Regions from separate parts of the Mus musculus genome. Here region 2 is linked to region 1. A link is a contact called in public HiChIP or PLAC-seq data. All regions are on one chromosome and are shown on one strand. Each heading gives the region's core, a stretch centred on a gene start, on an enhancer-like site or on the middle of the called end of the contact. The rest is flanking DNA. Distances are from core to core; before and after follow the strand shown. Region 1 overlaps Atp2a2 (ATPase, Ca++ transporting, cardiac muscle, slow twitch 2). Region 2 holds the start of P2rx7 (purinergic receptor P2X, ligand-gated ion channel, 7).

The links. HiChIP or PLAC-seq counts read pairs in DNA pulled down with a chosen protein or histone mark.
Region 2: a contact with region 1 is called in an H3K27ac HiChIP or PLAC-seq map of regulatory T cells, with 6 times the contacts expected there. The contact joins the promoter of P2rx7 here to the enhancer-like site in region 1. A contact is called at or near these places in 20 of 39 promoter capture datasets (the 3T3-L1 cell line, 3T3-L1-derived adipocytes, the HPC-7 cell line and 13 more), 10 of 484 Hi-C or Micro-C datasets (the 3T3-L1 cell line, the C10 cell line, CD4 T cells and 7 more), 14 of 115 datasets of contacts at active chromatin or transcription factors (the NIH/3T3 cell line, T-cell acute lymphoblastic leukemia, a beta-TC-6 cell line and 8 more) and 5 of 9 other capture datasets (adipose tissue, embryonic stem cells, liver and 2 more).

What each region holds. Positions count from the first base shown.
Region 1 is chr5:122,473,880-122,477,306 of GRCm38.p6, reverse strand. The region is part of intron 5 of Atp2a2 (ATPase, Ca++ transporting, cardiac muscle, slow twitch 2); the gene reads left to right. Among named protein-coding and RNA genes, the nearest start is that of Atp2a2, 27 kb to the left of the region's middle. Within about 2 kb of position 2,161, at least 11 of the 459 cell types and tissues checked have an H3K27ac peak or open chromatin away from gene starts, as enhancers often do. A contact at or near this core is called in hepatocytes and regulatory T cells, where this site is marked.
Region 2 is chr5:122,642,352-122,645,704 of GRCm38.p6, reverse strand. It overlaps P2rx7 (purinergic receptor P2X, ligand-gated ion channel, 7), which reads right to left and starts at 1,778. Exons shown (of 13, transcript NM_011027.4): 1 at 1,507-1,778. The coding sequence starts at 1,631.

The sequences.
Region 1 (3,427 bases), core at 912-3,411:
GTCAGCATTAGATGATCTTTTAATAATCTGTATAGGTGGTACGCCTACTCATGTCTATTCACCATATTCCCAAAGAAGCCAGAAGAGGGCATGGGATCCCTTGGCATTGGAGTTCAAGGCAGCTATGAGCCACTATGTGAATGTTGGGAATCAAACCTAGGCTCTCTAAACGAGCAGCCAGAACTCTTAACCTCTGAGAGCTCTCTCTAGCTCTCTTAGGTGGAAGTTTGTAAATACAGTTACTGTCTATCCCATCAGTTATAGTGCAGAGTCATGAATGACATCAGCTGTAGATTGCTAGCACCTCTGTACCTCATTGGACAAAAAAAGTCTTGTCTGTAGCTCCCATAGGATTATTACATAAATCACCTCGGACATCAAAGGAACATTTGAAATTTTTCCATTTAGAGTTATAATACTTCCAGTTGACCTTGTACTCATTTCATGTTAAATGTTAAAAGGCCCAGGGAATTAGATTAATTTGTGACGTGCAGAAACAATGGTAGTAGTATAGCATACCAGTATACTACTTTGTATAGTAGAGTGGTAGTGGCATACCACTAAGTACTGTGGCTGAGCAAGAAGATTGCCACAAGTTCAACACTAGTAAGAGACTGTCTTAAAGAATACCTAGTTTAAAAAACAGAACCATACATTCCAGGACAGCCACATGCCCAGGAGAAGTTGGCCAACACAAAACTAACTAGTATTTTTGTGAGGTTTTTAATTTTTATTTTGTCTTGTTTGGGTATTTCTTTTATCTTAGTTTTTTTGTTTGATTTGATTGTTTTGTCGGAGAGGGGGTGATTTATTTTTATTTTTGTTTTGTGAAAGAGCATAAAGTTGGTGGGTGGGGAGCTAGGGAGAGTCTGGGAGGAGAAAACATGATCAAACATATTGTATGAAAAGCTCTAATCAGAAACAAAACCAGAGTCGCTAAGATGGATTAGCAGTAAAGGTGTCTGCTGCCTTCTGATGACCTGAGTCAATCCGTGGGACCCACATGATAACAGACAACTGACTTCTGAAAGATAGATAACCTCTGACCTTCACACTGGGATGTCCCACACATACAGGTTTTTTGTAATTTAGTGATTGGTTTGTTGAGACAGGGTTTCACAGCTTAGACCTGACTTGCCTGAAATTCAGAGATCCATTTTTGCCTGCAGAGTACTGGTATTAAAAGCATGCAACTGTCACGCCTGGTCTTAAACTTTTTGTTGTTGTTGTTTTGTTTTAATGTCATAATCATTTGGATGTACTCCCTTTGGTATACCGTGAACAAAGTACATTAAAGTGGAAGGTTTGTTTTATTCAGTTGGAATGTTGCTCTTGGTTGCATAAGCATTTCCAGCAGGAATTCTACCTTCACCTGTGTGTGTCCCTGTAGTCAAATGCAAGGATGATCTTAACCCCTGGAGATCTTGGACCTACCTACTAGCTTTGTGTGCTGCCTTGCTTTCCTAGGCGTAGGGTCGTTTCATGCACTAAAACAGCAGGGGTTGCATGTCAGATTCGCCTCATATCAGAGATTTATGTTACAATTCCTAACTAGTAAAATTACAGTTATGAAGAAGCAACAAAATATGGTCGAGGGGTGCCACACACAGCATGAGGAACTGGACTAAAGGGATTAAGCATTGAGAAGGTTGAGAGCCGCCACAGCAGGAAAGTTTTTTAAAAGTTCGCTATATTCTCCTTGGAGAAGGGTTAACAAGTGCAGGGCATACTTCTAGGATAGGATGGCTGCTTTGGCATTTTCTAGACCACTTTGCTTGGAAGTTTTGCACTTTGAGGCTGGAGGCAGTCCCAGGCACTGCTAAGCAGGCTGTCTTCTGAGCATAGCCAGTTCCCATCTTCTTTAAAGTTCCACTAAATGGGCACATTAGTTCTCTTGCAGAGGTGCTGTTCTCAGGGGTACATAGAGCTTGGGTTTTGTCCCTTACTCGGTGTATTTTAGCATTTTGCTTTATACTTACCAAGTGCTCAGCTAGGAGCCCTGTGGGGCTATTACAGGAACTCTACCCAGGAAACAGGTTGTTGACTGAAAGATCTTCAGGTTATGCAAGAGATTTATTTATTAGATAATTTAAAAGGTACTAAAGGTTATAGGGTGAAATGTCTCTCTCCACTGTGGCCTGGAAACCCAGTGGTGCTCATTTGTTAAACATTACAGCACTATCAGCTCTGTGTGTGTGGTTCTCTCCTGTGATTTCCCATGTGATGTACAGGTACCTTAGGAAATTTTCACCACAGTGTGTAAAGTGGTCACAGCTTTCACTGCTTACAAAAATTTTGAGCAAAGTCATAAAATTAAGCTTTATAAAAGTATAATGTTGGCCTGGAGAGATGGCTCAGCAGTTAAGAGTACTGACTGCTCTTCCAGAAGTCCTGAGTTCAAATCCCAGCAACCACATGGTGGCTCACAACCATCTGTAATGGAATCTGACGCCCTCTTCTGGTGTGTCTGAAGAGTGCAATGGTGTACTCATATTAATAAATAAATCTTTAAAAAAAAAAAAAGAATGTTGCAGCTTTGAGACAGCAACAGAAGTCCTGTCCATGTTTCATTTCCCTTGTATCCTGATTTCCGTGTCTAGAAGCACAGGTAAAGTATGATAATCAATTAGCTAGTCATACTCTGTGACACGGAATACTGGATGAGCTCTTTATATACATGGTTCTTCTTTAGCACTGAGAGAATTTTCATTAATTTCTGCATTTGTCTTGCTTTTTACATTATTTGGAGGTCTGGGGACAACCTGAGACAGTCTGCTCTCTCCCTCTATTGTGGGGATCAGATCAGCCTTCAAGTGACTACCCACTGCACAATCTCACTGACCTACCTCCTACCTCTAGCTTTTTACTTAATTTTTACGATTTGTGTTATTATGTTATTGTGTGATTTGTGTTATTGTGTTATTGTGTGTGAGATGTGAGATGTGGGAAGAGACTTTGTGAAGTCCCCCCACCCCCCATGGGTTCTGAGAACTGAACCCATGGAACTCTCATTTCTATGCTTGCATGGCAAGCTATAATTAACAACCCATCCCCCCAGCCTTGTTTGTTCTTTCTCACCCCTATGGAAGCTGGCAGAAGTTTAGACGTTGTGAAGTAAGAGTCATATTACCATATAGCTTCAACTCAGGTCTGTTTTCTTATTTCTTGACACTTGGAAGGTAAAATAGCATTTCTACTGCTGTGTATTTGTTTTGTGACATAACTGATGGAACTATTTGTTTGTTGTCTCTGTTGCTTTTCTGATGGATGTTCCTGTGTATTTCAGAAATATTCTGTGTGTGTGTCTGTGTCTGTGTATGTGTTCGGCCTCAGATTCAATGCACCATTGAGGGAGAGCTTGCAGTCTTGATCTTCTGGTTGGAATTACAATGTGGGTACCATAGGTAGCCACTCAGTTCTAGGGACC
Region 2 (3,353 bases), core at 529-3,028, 170 kb before region 1:
AGCTTCAGGTAGCTCACCCCTAGCCTCCACATGCACACAGACCCCCTTACACACCAACAGGCACACACTCAGAGGCCACTCTCACTCTCTGTAAACTACAGCAACACCACACACGTCGTCAAAAGCACCATCCTTATCATCATCAGGGAAACGGGAGCCAAAGCCACAATGAGAGAGCACTTCACACCCACTAGGTTAGTTCCAGTCTGAAAGCCACAGCATCGCCCGTTGGTGAGGATGTGGACAGAGTGGAGACGGATGCTCTAAGGTGAAAAGGTGAAGCTGCCACAGAGGACAGTCTAGCAGTGCCTACCAGGGTGCATGCAGTTGTCACATGACCTAACAAGTCCCCCTCTCCCACCCCAGCCCCAGGTAAACCCAGGAGAGATTAGGACATATGTCCAGGTAACAAAGAGAGAAGCAACCCCAAGTAAATCTGGTGAATGAGTAAGAAGTCTCTAGAGGGCTGTCTACTTATATAGTATTGTACTTACATACAGTGGAGTGTTATCCAGTCATAAATAGTCTACAGCATCAACACACTCGCTCTAACACATACCTGAACACTGAAAACATGCTAAGAGGAAGAGTCAGTCGCAAAGGACCGCATGCCATGTGATTCTATTTATATGAAATATATGTGTGTGTGTATACATACACATATACACATACACATACACATACACATACACATACACATACACATACACACATACATACATACATACATACATACATACATATGTAAATCCACAGGAACAGAAAATGGATTGGTGGGTCCCTGATCTAAGGGACAACCTTTTAGGCTGATAAACAATGTTCTTGTTTGGTTGGTTTTGTTTTTCAAAAAAAGGGTTTCTCTGTGTCGTCCTGGCTGTCCTCGAACTTGCTTTGTAGACAGACAGGCTGGACTCTGCCTCCCCAGTGCTGGGACTAAAGGCATGCACCACCACACTGGGCTGAAAATGTTCTTGATTTTGGTGACCGCTGCACAGCTCGACGAATACATGGAAAGCCATGGACATGAACACTGTAAATCAGTGAAAGTCCGGGGTACACATTTTGTACCTTCATAAGAGGTTTTTAAAGGACCTCCAAGATGCTCTAAAAACGACATTTGCAAACCTGGTTCTATCTCTCCTAAGCAGGAGGATAATTCAGAGCCCACAAGGGAAATCCCCTTATCTCTGTGGGAGCCCAGGGTGTTGGCCTGTGTCTCCCAGGTTCCCCGGGCATGCCCTGCCCTGCTCGCTCATCTTGGCAGGCCTTGGCTGCAGTTGAAAAGGCCAAAGGGAGGCACACAGTCTGCCACCCTCTCTCTCTGCGGCTTCCTCCAGCTACAGCCAAGCACAGCTTCCTCTTACTGTTTCCTCCCAGCGGGCTATGAGAGTGTGTCTCAGATTTAAGGACCCACATAGAATCCAGCCAGTGCACCAGCAGCTGCCTCGTGGGGCTGCCGACGCTGTACAGTGCTGCAGAGATCGGCCCATCCCACGCCCCGCTTACCTAATGTAGGAAAAGACGATCATGTGCAAGACCCACTTGACGGTGCCATAATTCGTGCTCTGGATCCGGGTGACTTTGTTTGTCTCATACTGCAAGACATCGTTCCAGCTGCAGCAAGCCGGCATGGCGACAGGCTCGCTCTGTTCAGGCTGGACTTGGGCTAGACCTACTTCCCAGGCTAGACCACAGCAAACCCTCACCTAGGAGCAGCCAAAGGAAACACACCGATTTCTCAGCAGGAACGGTTAACTTCCAGTTCCTCCAGTGACTGCAGCGGGGGCGGGTCCTGGCAACTGCCCTGAATGTGAGTGGAATAAACAAGAACCAAGTCCTACAGGCCTGGCTGGCAGATGACCCCGCCCCGCTAGCCTCCCCCAGACGCCCGCACAAAGATGGTGTTCAGAAGATGGGCATTTTTAAAATTCCCCCTCCCCACCCCCTTTCCTTGTGCTCTTTTGGAACTCATTTCATTTGAGAGAAAAGGGCAGTCCTTCAAATGTTGTAAGACCCAGTGTGACTCAGACAAGGGCCTAGATGCGACCACTGCCTCAAGCCCCCCCACCCCCACTCAGACCCATCCATTTCTTTTGTTGCCTGTTTGAGACCTGTTCTCAAGCAGCCAGGCTGACCTTAGATTTGTTACTCACTCAAGGCTAGCTATGAACTTCTGATCCTCCTGCCTCCACCTCCCGAGTGCTGGGATTATAGGTGAGCCCCACCGCACCCCACAGAGATTATCCCTTTGTTTTCCGGACAACCCTTTGTTCAGTCCACATGTACAGGTGCACCCGATGACTGAATGGCATCTTTGTCCTCCGCTGCTCCACGGGATACTCTGGTCTGCCAAAGATGGCTGCCAGATCAGATTCATTGTGGGATGGGAAGATTATATCCACGCTTGTCTCACTCTCTCCTCCATCTACACTTCATCCTGCTCGGGACCCGGGAGGTCATCTCATGGTCCAGTCAGTCCTAGACCACCAAGAACAAAGCTGCATCCAGTATCCCTCCTGACCATGGAGACACCTCATGAGAGAGGACCAATGCTATCTCCAAATAGTAGAAGAGGTAGCCTCATTGTAGAATTCTGAGGAAGGTGGAGTTGAGAGGAAATCTTGTTTGGTTGATTTTTTTTTTTTTTTTTTTTTTTTTTTTTTGCTGTGCGGTTTTGTTGTTTTATTCTCTATTTGTTTTGTTTTGAGACAGGGTCTCGTGTAACTCAGACTTCTCTGTAACTTACTGTGAGGCTGAGACTGACCCTTAAGCCTTCATCTTTCCCACACCTCCAGCTCACAAATTCTGGGACTATAGTTGCGAGGGACCACACCAGGGCTGAAACCCTGCTCCGACAGGCTGTAGGAAAGCAGGATGTATAAAGCAGGCCTTTCCCACACGGTTTACACAGTGGATCGGTGGTCCTGGGTGATAAAGACCCGATCGTCCTCAAATGAGGCACCTGCAGAGCCTGGTGTCTGAGGCTCTGTCCTAACGTGGCTATGGCTGCTGCTTCTCTGAGACCTGGAATCTTCCAGGCACAAGTGGGATGTTAGACGTTAGAGAAAGGAAGCAACAGTCACTCAGGCGTTATCCCTCCCTAGGGAGAAAGAACCATCTCCCCGCAAGCATCCCAACCTACTGCTGTCTTGCCTGCTGCATTATGGGCCAGGCAGACTTACATGTTTCCAGCCTAACTTAATTTGTACTTTCTCCTCCTTATGATCTACATCAAGGCCCCTGCCCCTGTTGGCTCCAGTTCAAGGGACTAGAAGGCAGTGATGCTAGATGCGTCTCCCAACCCTCTCTGTTTACTCGGGAGGCCCCGGAGGGGTAAGGGCTTCCCTCTGTAG